2 separate regions of the Sus scrofa genome follow, and region 1 is linked to region 2. A link is a contact called in public HiChIP or PLAC-seq data. All regions are on one chromosome and are shown on one strand. The core of a region is the stretch at or near the end of the contact, and the rest is flanking DNA. Distances in the headings are between cores, read along the strand shown.

Region 1 (6,812 bases), core at 4,188-6,687, 58 kb after region 2:
ACAAACATCCACAAACAATATAAATTAAAGGTTCAATCTAAGCTTTGAGCAGAGAAATACCTCAAAGGAAAAGCAACAGAGTTTGGGCATGAGAGTCATACAGATCACGGTTACTAACCATGTAACCTTGAGATAAATTCCTTAATCTCTCCACCCTCCAGTTTCCTCAATAAAACAAGGATAACACCACCTATTTCTGAGAGCTTAAGTAAAATAATATATTTAAAGCTTTAATACAATGCCTGGGACACAGCGGAAAGGCTAACAGTATGCTCCCCTTCTTATTTCCAAAATGTTTAATTAGAGATTGATTCTTAGAGGCAAGACTTAAAAAACAAGGACAACTCTTAACTGGACAGGAAGGAGGCACATAGTCTTCAGATATTGCAGATTTATTTGTAATTTTAAAAATATAAGAACACACTTCTCAGATTATCGCTAAATTACTAAGGTAAAAACGCACCATTGATCTTGAAATGCTTTTTTATATACACATAAGATCCTCTTCTCCCTCTCTCATAATTTTACAATTTGTTGAGATTCTACATTTGTACAATTTTTTCCTATCCTCTTCCTAAAGTCTTGACTCAGACTCTTCTTAGTTTGGTTTTGGATGACCTAAGTTTTTTTTTTTTTTTTTTTGCTTTTTAGGGCCGCACCCATGGCACATGGAGGTTCCCAGGCTAGAGGTCCAATCCGAGCTACAGCTGCTGGCCACAGAAACAGCCACAGCAACATCAGATCCGAGCCGAGTCTACGACCTACACCACAACTCATGGCAACACGAGATCCTTAACCCACTGAGAGAGGCCAGGGATCGAACCTGAAACGTCATGGTTTCTAGTTGGATTCATTTCTGCTGCACCACAACAGGAACTTCTTGGATGACCTAAGTCTTAAACCAGACAGACACACCTTAGAGTTCACTGAGTATGTTGAAAGCCTTCCAGGAGAAAACCAGAACCCAGCAACTAAGAAGTCAGAATCAGTGCAGCATAATGAAAAGGACATGGGCTTTGGAAACAGACTAAGGTTTAAAACAGAGGTTAAAAAAAAAAATCACGAATTCACATCGTGCCTCAGCCATAACGAACCCGATTAGTATCCATGAGGACACGGGTTTGATCCCTGGCCTTGCTCAGTAGGTTAAGGATCCGGCACTGCCTTGAGCTGTGGTGTAGGTTGCAGACTCGGCTCAGATGCGGCGTTGCTGTGGCTATGGTGTAGGCCAGAAGCTGCAGGTCTGATTTGACCCCTAGCCTGGGAACTTCCATATACCACAGGTGTGGTCCTAAAAAGACTTTTTTAAAAAAATCAGTTTTAAGTCCTACCTCTGCCACTTTCTAGATCTAAAACTTTGGTCAAAGCACTTTACCTCTCTGGACCTCATTTCCTTATCAGTGAAATGGAGATAACGCCACCTATATCTCATTTTGTAGCTGTCAGGATTAGAAAAGTGCCTACTGAAGTTCCCACTGTGATGCAGTGGGTTAAAAATCTGACTGTAGTGGCTCAGGTCCCTGTGGAGGCTCGGGTTTGATCCCAGGCCTGGGCCATTAGAGCTCCTTGGTGACCTAGTGGTTAAAGACTTGGCATTGTCACTGCTAGGGCTTGGGTTTGATCCCTGGCCCAGGAACTTCCCTATGTCATGGGTATAGGGAGGAAGGAAGGAAAAAAAAAGAGAGAGAGAGGAAGAGAGAGAAAGAGAGGAAGGGAGGGAGGGAAGGAGGGAGGAAGGAGGAAAGGAAGAAGGATGCCTATAACAATTCCTGGCATGTAAAAGGCCAATTAATGGTAACTGTTATTAGGGTCAATCTGCCAACTGCCTTACTGAATATTTTGCAAGGCTGTACTTTCCTAACTGGCAAAAGGAGTAACTCTGCTCCCACATTCCCATGACCAAATCCAAAAGGTTCCATTTTAGTAATCCATAATTAAACAAATCAAGAGCTTAAAGAATTCAGGGCAAGAAAGTGCTAGCCTGGCTCAACTCATTCTCTGCTGACGATAACAAAGCCAGCGAAATGTGGATTTGTCTGCCAAAAAAAAAAAAAATCTGCTTGAACATGGTCATTACTGATATTGACGTAAGCACAAACTCCTTGTGGTTCCTGGGCTCCAAGCCTTATTATCAGAAAGTTTTAACTTTTCTGAAATAAACCCTCTCCTGCCTTGTTTTCCCTGCTATGCTATGACAATCCTAGTACCCGATTTTCAAAAACAAGGAAGAAATCCTCAAACTATTGCTATTACATTCACTGTCGAACTTACCTTCCTAGTTCACAAATCACTTCTCAGAGATTTTGGTTTGCTGAGTTCACTTATGAAGAAATAATATATATACAAATATATGACAGTCACAATGACAAGATCTGGTGCCCAGAGCACCACAAGTTACAGGGCGGAGGTAGATGCCAAAGATAAGATGGGACTGAGTAACCTGCATACCATATGTTCACTCTTATTAACCGTTGCACTTGGGAATTCTGGCTCTTGTAAAAAGTTTATTTCCCTTGTGTGACTGAGCAGAGTAACAGTGCGAAGAAAACTGATCACAGATACACAAATGGAGTTACAGACACCATCAATGGAAATAAACTTAAGATAAATAAGCTTGTATGTGACAGTTAAAAATAAAAGCAACAGTCACCAATTACATAGCCAAAGGCAGCTATTTCAAGTCTAAGTACCTACAGTCCTTCCCTACACTAAAATAAAAGGAGAAGGAAGTCAAGGTCAGAATGATTATTTAAATAAACTAAAAGCCAGGAAAGTTTCAACAAATCGAAATGTCACACTGCAGTCCCTTGGGGAGGTGACTTTCAACTTGGAGAAAGGTCAGTCTCATGCACTTGTTTTAATATAACTTATTCAATACCAAGAAAGTTAAAGATTCTGCCCCCTAAAAGCAGCTCAGTAATGCCTTTTATTAGTTGTGTCACACAGCTGCATCCTTCCCCAGAGCTTAGCCTGCTTAACTTCCAATAGAGAAACTGTTTTTTGGTTGCAATTAACATTGTAAGGCAAGCTCAGCCCTGTCTTCCACAGCCTTGGGGCTGCTGAGTAAATCTAGAATCATGGAACCTACATTTTGATGCTGGAAAAACAGGAAGGTGGTTCAGCAACAAGGAAAATGGTTAAGAAACACAACCTGAATTAGGAAAAACAGACTGACACGCTGGCCTGTGATTTTTTTCACTTCTTTATGTAGAATCTATTGAATTGTGTGTACCTTTCAAAGGAAGCCATGATGGCATGCATTTAACATGATGAGAGGAGGGAAAAAACAAAATCAATTCTCCATAATAGCTATTATTTCTGAAGCCCTCACAGTATGTGCCAAGTTCAATGCCAAAGCCCTCTACAAATACTTCTAATCTTCACTCGTACTAGTAACTTCATTTTATAAAAGAGAAAACTAAGATTTAGAGAATTTGGAAATTACCCAAAACCTAGTTAGTGGGGGTACTAGGATTCGAACTCAGGTCTGCCTGACTGTAAATCCCATGTTCTAAAGGCAATTTGTCAAACACTCTTACCAAAATACAGAGTTTACACAAAAAGACCCTTAATCACAGGATCTGGCCAAAGTTATAAAGCAGCTTGACTGGTTTACAAACGTGTTTCAGATTTCCAGACTCGAATCTAGGTACTACCAGCACTGGTGCCTGTGCTGCCCCTCTTTCCTCCTATAGCTCCTCCCATGGGAGATTCATAATGCAAATGTGAAGACAATGTCCTAAAGCATCATTAAACACAGCTTTCACTCTTGCCTCTGACACTGTCTGATCATCTATATTTGGGTAATTCGAATGAAAGGGTTCTCTGCTCTATACCTTAATAATGAGGCAGTTATAAGAAAAGTTAGGCTGGATCCAAGGTTCCACTTCAGCTGAGTCCCACACAGTGAAACCAATGCAGACTGTTATCATTTTCTCAATGTTCTGATAAAGCAATTAAAAATCATTCACAAAACAAAAAAACCATAAATCACCATGTTCACATCATGCCTCAGAAATTAGAGCAATCATCCCTTTTGATGTGATCCACATTGCTGTTTTTGCAATATTTCCCCCTTTTTTTTTCCTGTACTGACTTAGCTTTATGAGAGGAGAAACACACCATAGATAGAGCCATCCTAAAAATAATACTGGGATGGGTATTAAAATCACACATCTAGGCACACCTACTCCTTGGTGCTCTTCTTCAAAACTCTGTCTGGAAGAAACTGACAGCTGAGACAGAAAACCCCACTGTGATCGCTTTTCCCAAAAAGAGAAGCATTCCTAACACTTCCTAACACTTTCAGATCATAATGAAAGACCTAATAAAACAATCACCTCTTCATACACAGTACAATAATCTTGGTGGCGACCAACTACTGGGCAGAGAGAACAAACCTCTGAAGAGAAAAGAGTGAAGAGAGTCCATTACCCTTCTACATTCAGAGAGGATGTAAGGAGATCGCAGAATCTGGAATGAAGGGCACAGCATCAGTACTGCTCGATGGAAGTGGTTGGACAAGAACGGCAGAAAGTCATCATCTGCACAGAAACCACACAACTGAGGATCTCAGAGCGAGGTAACTACTCCTTACTCGTTCTTCCAAGAGAGAACCCTTACTGCTGAGTGAACTCTCATAAGCAGTGAGGTTTTTCTACACCATCGGGGTCTTCTCCCCGACAGTCTGGAACATACACACGGAGCATGTCGGGGAGTTCAGCGAGGGCTAAGATTAGGTGGCTCTCCTCTCCCAGCCTACTATTCCAAGTAGTAGGCGAGAGCGCTACCTCCATGTTATTCCCAGCGAAGTACGGCCGTACCCCCTGGAGTCTTCACTCCTCAGCATGGGGCCAGGAAGGGGGCATCTCCGAGAGAGCGGATTTAAGGGCGAAAGGGATCTCTCGGCTTCTACGATGACAAGAGAGGGCGTGGAGGGTGGCGCCGCGCCGCGAGGATCTGCGGTTCCCCCTCCTACCCTCCCTCTCCGACAGAGGCAGCCCGGCCCCAATACCTTCTTGACTGTACGCGGCGCCTCGGTGACGGTGCCGTCGGGGCTGACCAGGGCCTCGCCGCCGTCGCGGTGTCTCTGATGCTGGTGATGAGGGTCGCTCCGCTTCATGGCCGACGCCTGAGGCACTTTCCCAGCGGCGGGGCTGAGAGCCGCGGCGGGCCCCGATCCCGGGCCAGGGGCCGGGGGCCGCTCCGCCGCGGGAGCTGGAGCCTCAGGGTCCCCACCGCCTGCTGGAGGGGCCATGGCGCTCACAGCCGCCGTGCTCAGTCCCAGCTGCGCCTCCGCCTCGGAAGGGCTCAGGTCCTTCAGCTCCACCTCAGGCACCTTCGAGGCAGCCGCTGCCGACACGACCTGCACCGACATCACCGCCTCCACTGCAACCGCCGGCTCAGACTCCAGCTCCAGCTCGGCCCCGCCTCCCGCCTCCCTTCCCCTTCCCTCCCCCATTCCCCCACTCCTCCCCTCCATCGCCTCCGCTCCCACCCACTTCCTCCGCCTGCCCACCCGCCCGCCGGCCCCGGCCTCTCCCTCCCCTCTCTGCCCCGCCCCGCCCCGCCTCGCCCCGCCCCGCCCCGCCCCGCCCCAGACCGCTCCGTCCGGCTTGCCCGCGCGTGTGGTGCCACGGAACCTGTAGTGCGCTTGCTCTGGGCCGAAGGCGGCGAAGAGACGGTGGGACCTCAGCCCCCGACCACCCCTGCGCGCCGCCGGGGGCGGGGCCCGCGAAGCCCCCTGGGGGTTGTAGTCCCGGTCGCCCTTCCTCCGGCAAGCGGGATTCTGTAGCAGAGATGGAGCTTTAGCGCCGGCGACTAAAAGAAAGAAGTGAGGATAGGTGACATGAAGAAGAACATGAGGAAGAGAAGGTCTCCAGAGGAGTTGCGGCTTCCGAGGAGCTAGCTCTAGAAACCCTAAGTTTGGGAAGGTGGAGGAAGATTGACTCTACCCCGACAGTGTAAATTTCTTCCTAGGGTGCACCTCTGCTATCACGTGAGCAGGCATTTAAAGGAAAAGCGGTGGGGAGAGAGCTGGCCTCAGGCTTAATCAAGTGACTTAATTTTTCTGCGTCCGTGAAATTAGGACCTCACACCTTTACTGGCTTTGTTTTTAGAAGGAATAACATGGTCCTGTTTTTAATTGCCTGTTGTGGCAATTTCTGGCACATTCTGGGCTTGGAGTTTAGTATCAGTCTAAAAAAGAAGTTAGGTATCACTAGGTCAAAATTTCAAGACTAAGGAATGAAAACCATTGCCTTAAACAAAGCCAATTCTTTTGCCCTATTAATTCTACTAGGGATATTGTAGAACCCAAGTTTGTATGCCTGTGGCACGGTGAGGCCAAACAAATCGAAACATCAGAGTTTGGAGCAGAGGAAAGTTTATTGCAGCGTGCCAGGAAGAACAGCAGCTGGAGTTCAAAAAACCCTAACTCCCCCATAGTTTTCAGGGAAAAGTTTTTAAGGCAGAATTGGGGTTGAGGGCTCCAGGGTGTGTGATCTTATTCTAATGGGTTGGTGGTGCCATAACCAGGTGATATATCTCTGGGATCTCAGCCTTCTGGTTCCAACCGGCCTATTGCTTGTGGTCAACATGTGGTCACCATTTTCCTCCTGGGTAGGGGTCTTAGTTTTAGTAGAACTCAGACACACATCAGATTGTTATCTATATCCCTTCAGGAGGAACAAGGAGTCCTGTGATGCTATTGTCCTGCTGACATCTTCAGCTTGCTCTTTGGAACTTGGGGAAGGCCTGGGAAACTAAAGCCCTTTGGGTTTTTTGTTAGTTTGTTTTGGTTTTTTTTTTTT
Region 2 (7,406 bases), core at 3,215-5,714:
CTCTGATAGCAGCTGCTAATACTTTTATCAGTCTCTCACTCTATATTCCACTTTACCTCTTCCACCTCAACTAAGCTCTGGTAACTTGACCCTTTTATGCTATCCCAATCTGTTAGCTCTTGCTTGATAGCAAAAAATGAGACTGAAATTTAGAGACATGAATTTAGGCAGCAATTCTATAATTTACAGCACCAGCTGCATAGGCACAGACAGAAGCAGAGGAGGCAGGCTATAGGAATAATCCAGGAACCTGGGGACTAGTGGAGGATAAGAACCAAAGGGGCTGAAGGCACTTACAGGTAACTGAAATGACCAATCATTTGTGACTATCAGTATTTATAAGTCAATGCTTTAAAATACTTATATCTCAAAATATAACAGACTTAAAACTACCACATGACCATGAACCATCAGTGAAGCTGTCTGTAATGATCCACACTAGCCTGTCTATATCATGTCGCTCATATGTCTCAGCACCAAAATCACATGCCCTTTACCACAGCAAATTAGTCTTTTTTTTTTCTTTTCTTTCTTTCTTTTTTTTTTGTTTGTTTGTTTGTTTTTGTTTTAGGCCCCCACCTGCAGCATATGGAGGTTCCCGGCTAGGGGCTGAATCAGAGCTGTAGCCTCTGGTCTATGCCACAGCTACAGCAATGCCAGATCCAAGCCCCATTTGTGACCTACACAGCAGCTCATGGCAACGTCAGATCCTTAATCTACTGAGTGAGGCCAGGGATCGAACCTGCGTCCTCATGGTTACTAGTCAGATTCGTTTCCACTGCGCCTCAACGGGAACTCCAGCAAATTATTCTTCATTATAAAAATGTTTATTTTTTGAGATCTCTTTAGACTAATTCCATTATCTGAATGTTTCTGGCTTTTAAATTCACATAAAGAATCTTCAATACATATAATTATGTGCTAAGACACTCTTAGAAAAAAACATTTTGGTGTTTTGGATTTAAATTATCTAAACTAGAAATACAATAAATCAGAACAGATCAGATCCCATGTGTGTGGATACAGAGTCATCTTCTATATAAACAAAGGTGTGTACTTCTACACTGTATGCCTGGTGATAACAGTGAACAGGTACAACACCCTCCTGACAAGTCATAAGAGCACGAAAATACTCCTGAAGGTTGAGACATTCTCATCTAAACTATCACTTCCATGGGATATAAGAACTCAGTGAATTATTTTAAATATGTCTGAATATAAAGCAGGGGTCAGCAAGCTATGGCCCAAAGACCATTTTGGCACACTGCCTATTTTTGTAATAGCTCATGAACTAAGGATGGTTTCTGTATGTTAAAATGATATTTTAAAACTTTACAACAATATATCATGGTACACGGAAATTACATGACATTCAAACTTCAGTTTTCTTAAATAAAGTTTTATTGGAACCACAGCCACACTCATTTTGATTTACATGTTGTCTATGGTTGTTACTTTGTGCTACAACAGCAGAGCCGAGTTGTTGCAACAAGGACACGTGGCCTGGGAAGCCTAAAATCCTTACTATCCGACAAATTCCAAAAAAAGTTATCTAACCACTAACCAAAAAAAAAAAAAAAAAAAAAAAAAAAAAAAGTTTTATTTTATTGTATAATTCGATGGTGACAGTGACAATTATTTCCAAATGAGCACAAGAGCTTGAACCAACAATTTGGAAAATGATGACCTTAGTCAATTAGAATTAACAAAGCTTAGTTTAATAAGTAAATTAGTCTTAATTCAACTGGTAGAATGACAAGTATCAAACATACTCTTGCAAATGTGCCACTTAACAAGAGTTCATCTTTTTTTTTTTTTTTGGTCTTTTGTCTTTTTAGGGCTGCACCCACAGCATATGGAGGTTCCCAGGCAAGGGGTCTAATTGGAGCTGTAGCTGCCAGCTTATGCCAGAGCCACAGCAATGCCAGATCCGAGCTGTGTCTCACCACAGCTCATGGCACTGCTGGATCCTTAACCCACTGAGTGAGGCCAGGGATCGAACCCACAACCTCATGGTTCCTAGTTGGAATTGTTTCCGCTGCGCCACGACGGGAACTCCAAAGAGTTCCTCTATTTCGTTTAGTTCTTATAAGCCCTTACCCTGCTTTTCTTCCATTTATTCCCCAAGTAACCTTTTGTAAGAACTCTCCAAGTCTCCTCTAGGAATTTTAGGGAAAGCTACATAAAGGTATATAGTATTTTGTCACTGCAACCCTACCTAGGCACCTTCCACAGCTGATATATTTCCATATGTTTCAGGAAAATAAAATAAAACAAAACAGCAAGTATCCTCATGAAATGTCAACTGAATTGTGGCCAGCAGGTGGAGACAGTTTCTAACCAAACTAGAGTAGCAAAATTTGAGTTCAAGTTGTAGTGGAAAATTAAACTATCTTTTTAGATCCTTACCTTGAAATATTTAGTTAACTAGATAGGACGACGTGATTTGTTTCCCCTACTTCAGCAGTAAAACCAGGCTACCTTACGTTTCTTAAGTTGGATTTAACTAAGGGATCAAAATAGAAAGGCTGATGCTGATCACTTCATTCCCAACAGAATACGAACCTACTTTATCGGCTAGATTAAAGGTTTTCTTCTCTCGCCAATAAAAACATATTTTCTAATCATTTACTCTCAGTGAGGTAAGTATCTTTCCTCTCAACTCAAACCTCAGGCTTTCTTTTGTATACTCTCAAACTACTTGTTTACATAAACTGGGAATACTATTCAGCTATTCAGCAAGTAATAATTTTGATAAGAGCTTCAAACATTATTTACCTTCATTAACAAAAAAATCCTTCTCAAAGATTTGTTCTCATTTTATAAACAAGAAAAAAATTTTCTTTTATATACTGCAAATGATAGGAACAGAATCATGGTTCTAATTACTGGGCCACTAGTCCAGAGCTATAAGGCAATTTCTCTAGCAGTAGGTAGGAGGAAGGAAGCTGATTTTATTAGGCCTCAGGCAAAAGCATCCAAGTACTCAGTACCTTGGAGCCATTCACTACCTTCCCCAAAGCTCCCAACAGGAGCTTCTCTCCCTCTAATTTCAGTATGCACAACTCAGGCAGGTTTTAAGAGAAGCTTATTTCCGAGTAAAGCATGCTAAGTGCAAAGGACTCATAGGCAACCCCTGCCATCATCACGACCCAGGGGACATATGCAGTACAATAATTTCTAATTGGAATAAGTAACAGAAGCTCCCTCTCTTTGGAGAAGCCACCTCTCTATAATCTTTTCCTGTCACGCCCCCAACCACCTCTCTTATAGTTACACATTGCACAATATATAATCACACACACACACAAACACAGAGCCTTAACAAGTTGGCTTCCTACTTCAAGAAAGGTTGACATCTTATACTAAATCTTAGAAAAAAAGAACATAAATGAAAGCCTCTAAAAACTCTAATTCACCAAACAAGGTTACACAGACTATAACTTAGCAAGTTTAATTTAAAATGAAGAAACACATTCATCTCTCTCTCTCTCTCTCTCTCTCGCTCTCTTTTTTTTTTTTTTTTTTTTTGTCTTTTTGCCATTTCTTGGGCCGCTTCCGCGCGCGGCATATGGAGATTCCCAGGCTAGGGGTCGAATTGGAGCCGTAGCCGCTGGCCTACGCCACAGCCACAGCAATGCAGGATCCGAGTCGTGTCTGCGACCTACACCATAGCTCACAGCAAAGCCGGATCCTTAACCCACTGAGCAAGGCCAGGGACCGAACCTGCAACCTCACGGTTCCTAGTCGGACTCGATAACCGCTGCGCCACGACGGGGACTCCCACATTCATCTCTTAAAAGGCTCCTTTCAGAAGTCATTTACTTTGAGTACTGCTCTAAACCACTCAGTATCAGAAGGTTCAGACATTTTTATTTCACCTTTCAGGTCATGTGAAATACAGTCTTTAGCACTTTAACCTTTCCATTTTAATAAATCCCGGGCATATACTCTCTCTATCAATTTCACGGATAAAAGCCAAAATATTTAAATCCAATAAAAGCCAACATGACACCAGAAAATACTTTATCTTTCTTCCCTGGATGTTTCTGATTTTTTGATCAACTAGCTAACTGGAAGGAAAGTCTGTGGTTGACAGTGTATTATGGGGATCAGTGGTTCTTCACTGGCTCCTCTATGTAGCCTCTCCTCTACTCCTATTAGTTTCTTGATTACTTTCAACAAATACCCATTTTGAGTAACCCTAAGTGATTTCCCCCAAATAAGAACCTTGTAACCATTTTTAAATCTCCAATGAGTTTCTATAAGTAACTAGAGGTAAATATGGAAACAGCAGAGCCAAGAGGCTGGCATAAGGTACAAGATTCCAGGGTCTAAAATTAGCTATATTATTTATCCAAAATATATTTAGCAAATAAAAGGCAACAGTATGCATGTAGAGAACCTTTAAGAAAAACTGACTAATAATCTATTTTTATCCTGACTTTGGCCAAATTACTTAAACCAATGGCTTTATCTCCACATATATTCGTACAAACCCCCAGCAATGCCAGCAACTGCTGAGAGAATATAAGGATTGAGCAAGATCTTCCTAGTTAGAGACAATGTGAGTCCACCAGGGCATGCAGTAACCTTCCAGGGATGCCTGTGGTTAATCCTTTTCTCTGGCCATTCAGTGCTTGCACCTTAAAACAATAATTAGGCATAATTCTGTAATTGTTTTTATGGAACATTCATATACTTACTTATTATGTGCCTATCCGTGTTGAGTGTTGTGTTTAAATTTTCTTCCCTATATAATGGGAAAGTCCATGAGTCAGCTCACTAACAAAGGTCTGGAGAAATACCACATGCCTAGATGGGGGCTCAATTCTACAATCCATACAATTGGTCCCCCTGCTGCCTCTTTTTCTGCTGTCAGAATCTAGGCTTCTTTTCAAGATGCTATTGAGTCCTATTCCCTGAGCTTAACCTAGTTGCAGTTTACTGTTCTCAACCTAGGGACACAGACTGACTCACATGTAACATTTTTAAAGCTGCTGCTCTGCAGTGGACATCCCTCATAAAACCTTAATCACAATAAATTTAGTTAAATCCTTTAAAGCCAGATTGCTCTAGCTTCACAGAACAAGGCTGGCTGCTCAGCTTCAATTCCCTGGAGAGAAGGGAGAGGCTCTACTCTATTATGAAACCAGCTTGCCTAATCAAATTCCCTTTCAGAGAAAGAGGTCAAGGAGAACAACTGCTGTGCTATTTTTCAATTCTTCCATCCAAGAAATGACTGTGATTGACAGGCACTATTTCTTTGAGTTCCAGTGGCCTACTGCCAGATCAACTAATTGTTCCATAGTTAAAAGAATGATACCAATCCACCAAGCTACATGACTCTCCATAATCATAATACATAATACTTCACATCTGTAAAGTTTTATACTATTTAAAGCTTTCTCTCTCTGTCTCTCAACACCCCATTGGTTTTAGAGATGCAGTCAAAACAATTAAGAAAAAAATAGGAAAAGGCACTGGGAAGGCAGAGAAGACATTATCCTCATTTTAAACACTGTGAACCTGCAACAAAGGCAATATATCACTTGTCCAGTATTAGGTAGTGGATCTAAATATTGGGTCTAATATGCTGTTCTCCTATTGTCCTGCAATTTCCTACACATTACATATCTTTACAGTCTCTTTAATATGTCTACTAATCCTGTTATCAGCTCCAACGTATTGAAACTTTACTAACAGAGAACAGCGTGTTCCATCAGGTTAGTGTAGAAGATATAGATTCCGGCAGTATAGTAGGAAGAGTGCCATTTGGAGAGTGAGATGGGTTCAAAGTCTTGCCACTTAGGGTGTATGACGTAGGGTAAATTGATAACTAGCTCTAATTTCTTTATCTGTAAAATCAGTATACCATCTACCTCACAGAACTCATAGAATTAAATGATTTAACACATGTTAAGTGCCTGATACATAAAAGGCACTCAAATGTTAATGCCCTCCCTTGGAACAGTCCTAAACAGATCACAAGCCCTTGAAAGAGGCTAACTCATCTGATTTCAGCAACCCCTAAAAATTATGGGATGAGGATTAGGGAAACTGGAACATTAACATTAATGTTTTCCTGGCACTTCCCTCAGACATGTGGGGTTTTTTTGGCTGTCACTCTAATGAGCAGCTTTTAGAGATGCAGTCAAACCAATTAAGAAAAAAATAGGAAAAGGCAAATGTGTCCAAATAAATAACATTTATCATGGGTACACAAAGTAATTGTTCTACAAACTAAACATATACTTGAACAGCAGCTAGAATACACCATTCAGCCTCTCAGTGAGGTAGAAATGAATCAATGTTACTTTTCCTGCAAAATAACTAGTTAGAGCCACACAAAAAGAATAATACGAACATTAATTTTAATAATCCTTCTCCACTACTACTGAATAAGCCAAATGGGATAAAGCACTTTCCACAACCAATAAAGGATCACACTGACTATGAAATAAGTTCCTAAGAGTGAATTAACAGTCTCTTCAAATGAATTTCTTGAGTTTAAAACAAATCACGCCTGAGTCTTATTCTCAATATCATTTATAAAGTCATACTAAGCCATCTCTTTCCTGGGATTTATTGTATTTCATTAAAAGATAACTGCTATAAATAATTCAATGACTTCAACATGTTAACCCTGACCTATAAGAATTTGTTGTTACTGTTTTTATTTGAAAAAAGTTGGATGTGTGTTGGGTTCCCTCAGATAAATTTTATTCTGTGGCCATAATCGATTTGTGGCTTCTCTTAGGACATTTTCAAGGCCATATTTAGATACTGATACTAGTTGAAGGGGCATACATATATTTGCACATAACTGTTATGTAGTACAAGAGTATTTTTTTATCTCTCAGTCATGGAAAATCAGCAACAAACATATTTCTCATTAAAATTAATTTAGCTTTGTTATTTCTTGGTTTCCTTTTCTAAAACTTTTTTCCTCAACCATTAAAACAGAGCTTCCCAAAACTAAAGTTTCAAAGATAGAAAGAAGGGAATGCTACTAGATGTCTTTGCTATATCAATTTGAAGAGAGGTGGTTAAGCAACATGCTTTTAAGAGTAATGATTCTCCAACATATTAGATCAGATAGACTTAGCAGATATACATAGAACGTTCCATCCAAAAGTAGCAGAATACACATTCTTTTCAAGTGCACATGGAATATTCTCCAGGACAGATCACATACTAAGCCACAAAGCAAGTCTGAGTACATTTAAGAAGACTGAAATCATATCAAACATCTTTTCTGACAACGCTCTGAGACTAGAAATTAACTAGAGGGAAAAAAAGAACTGCAAAAAATACAGATATGTGAAGACTAAACAATAAGCTACTAAATGGAGTTCCCTTAGTGGCTCAGCAATTAATGAACCCGATTAGGATCCATGAGGATG

What was found. HiChIP or PLAC-seq counts read pairs in DNA pulled down with a chosen protein or histone mark.
Region 1: an H3K27ac HiChIP or PLAC-seq map of skeletal muscle shows a contact between it and region 2. The contact joins the promoter of AHCYL2 here to the enhancer-like site in region 2. A contact is called at or near these places in 4 of 5 promoter capture datasets (fetal liver, fetal skeletal muscle and liver), 33 of 47 Hi-C or Micro-C datasets (adipocytes, adipose tissue, alveolar macrophages and 18 more) and 2 of 2 datasets of contacts at active chromatin or transcription factors (alveolar macrophages and skeletal muscle).

Annotation. Positions count from the first base shown.
Region 1 is chr18:19,436,402-19,443,213 of Sscrofa11.1, forward strand. AHCYL2 (adenosylhomocysteinase 3) reads right to left here and starts at 5,438. Exons shown (of 17, transcript XM_005657758.2): 1 at 5,015-5,438. The coding sequence starts at 5,377.
Region 2 is chr18:19,378,882-19,386,287 of Sscrofa11.1, forward strand. The region is part of intron 1 of AHCYL2 (adenosylhomocysteinase 3); the gene reads right to left. Among named protein-coding and RNA genes, the nearest start is that of AHCYL2, 59 kb to the right of the region's middle. Within about 2 kb of position 4,465, at least 8 of the 83 cell types and tissues checked have an H3K27ac peak or open chromatin away from gene starts, as enhancers often do. A contact at or near this core is called in adipose tissue, fetal skeletal muscle and skeletal muscle, where this site is marked.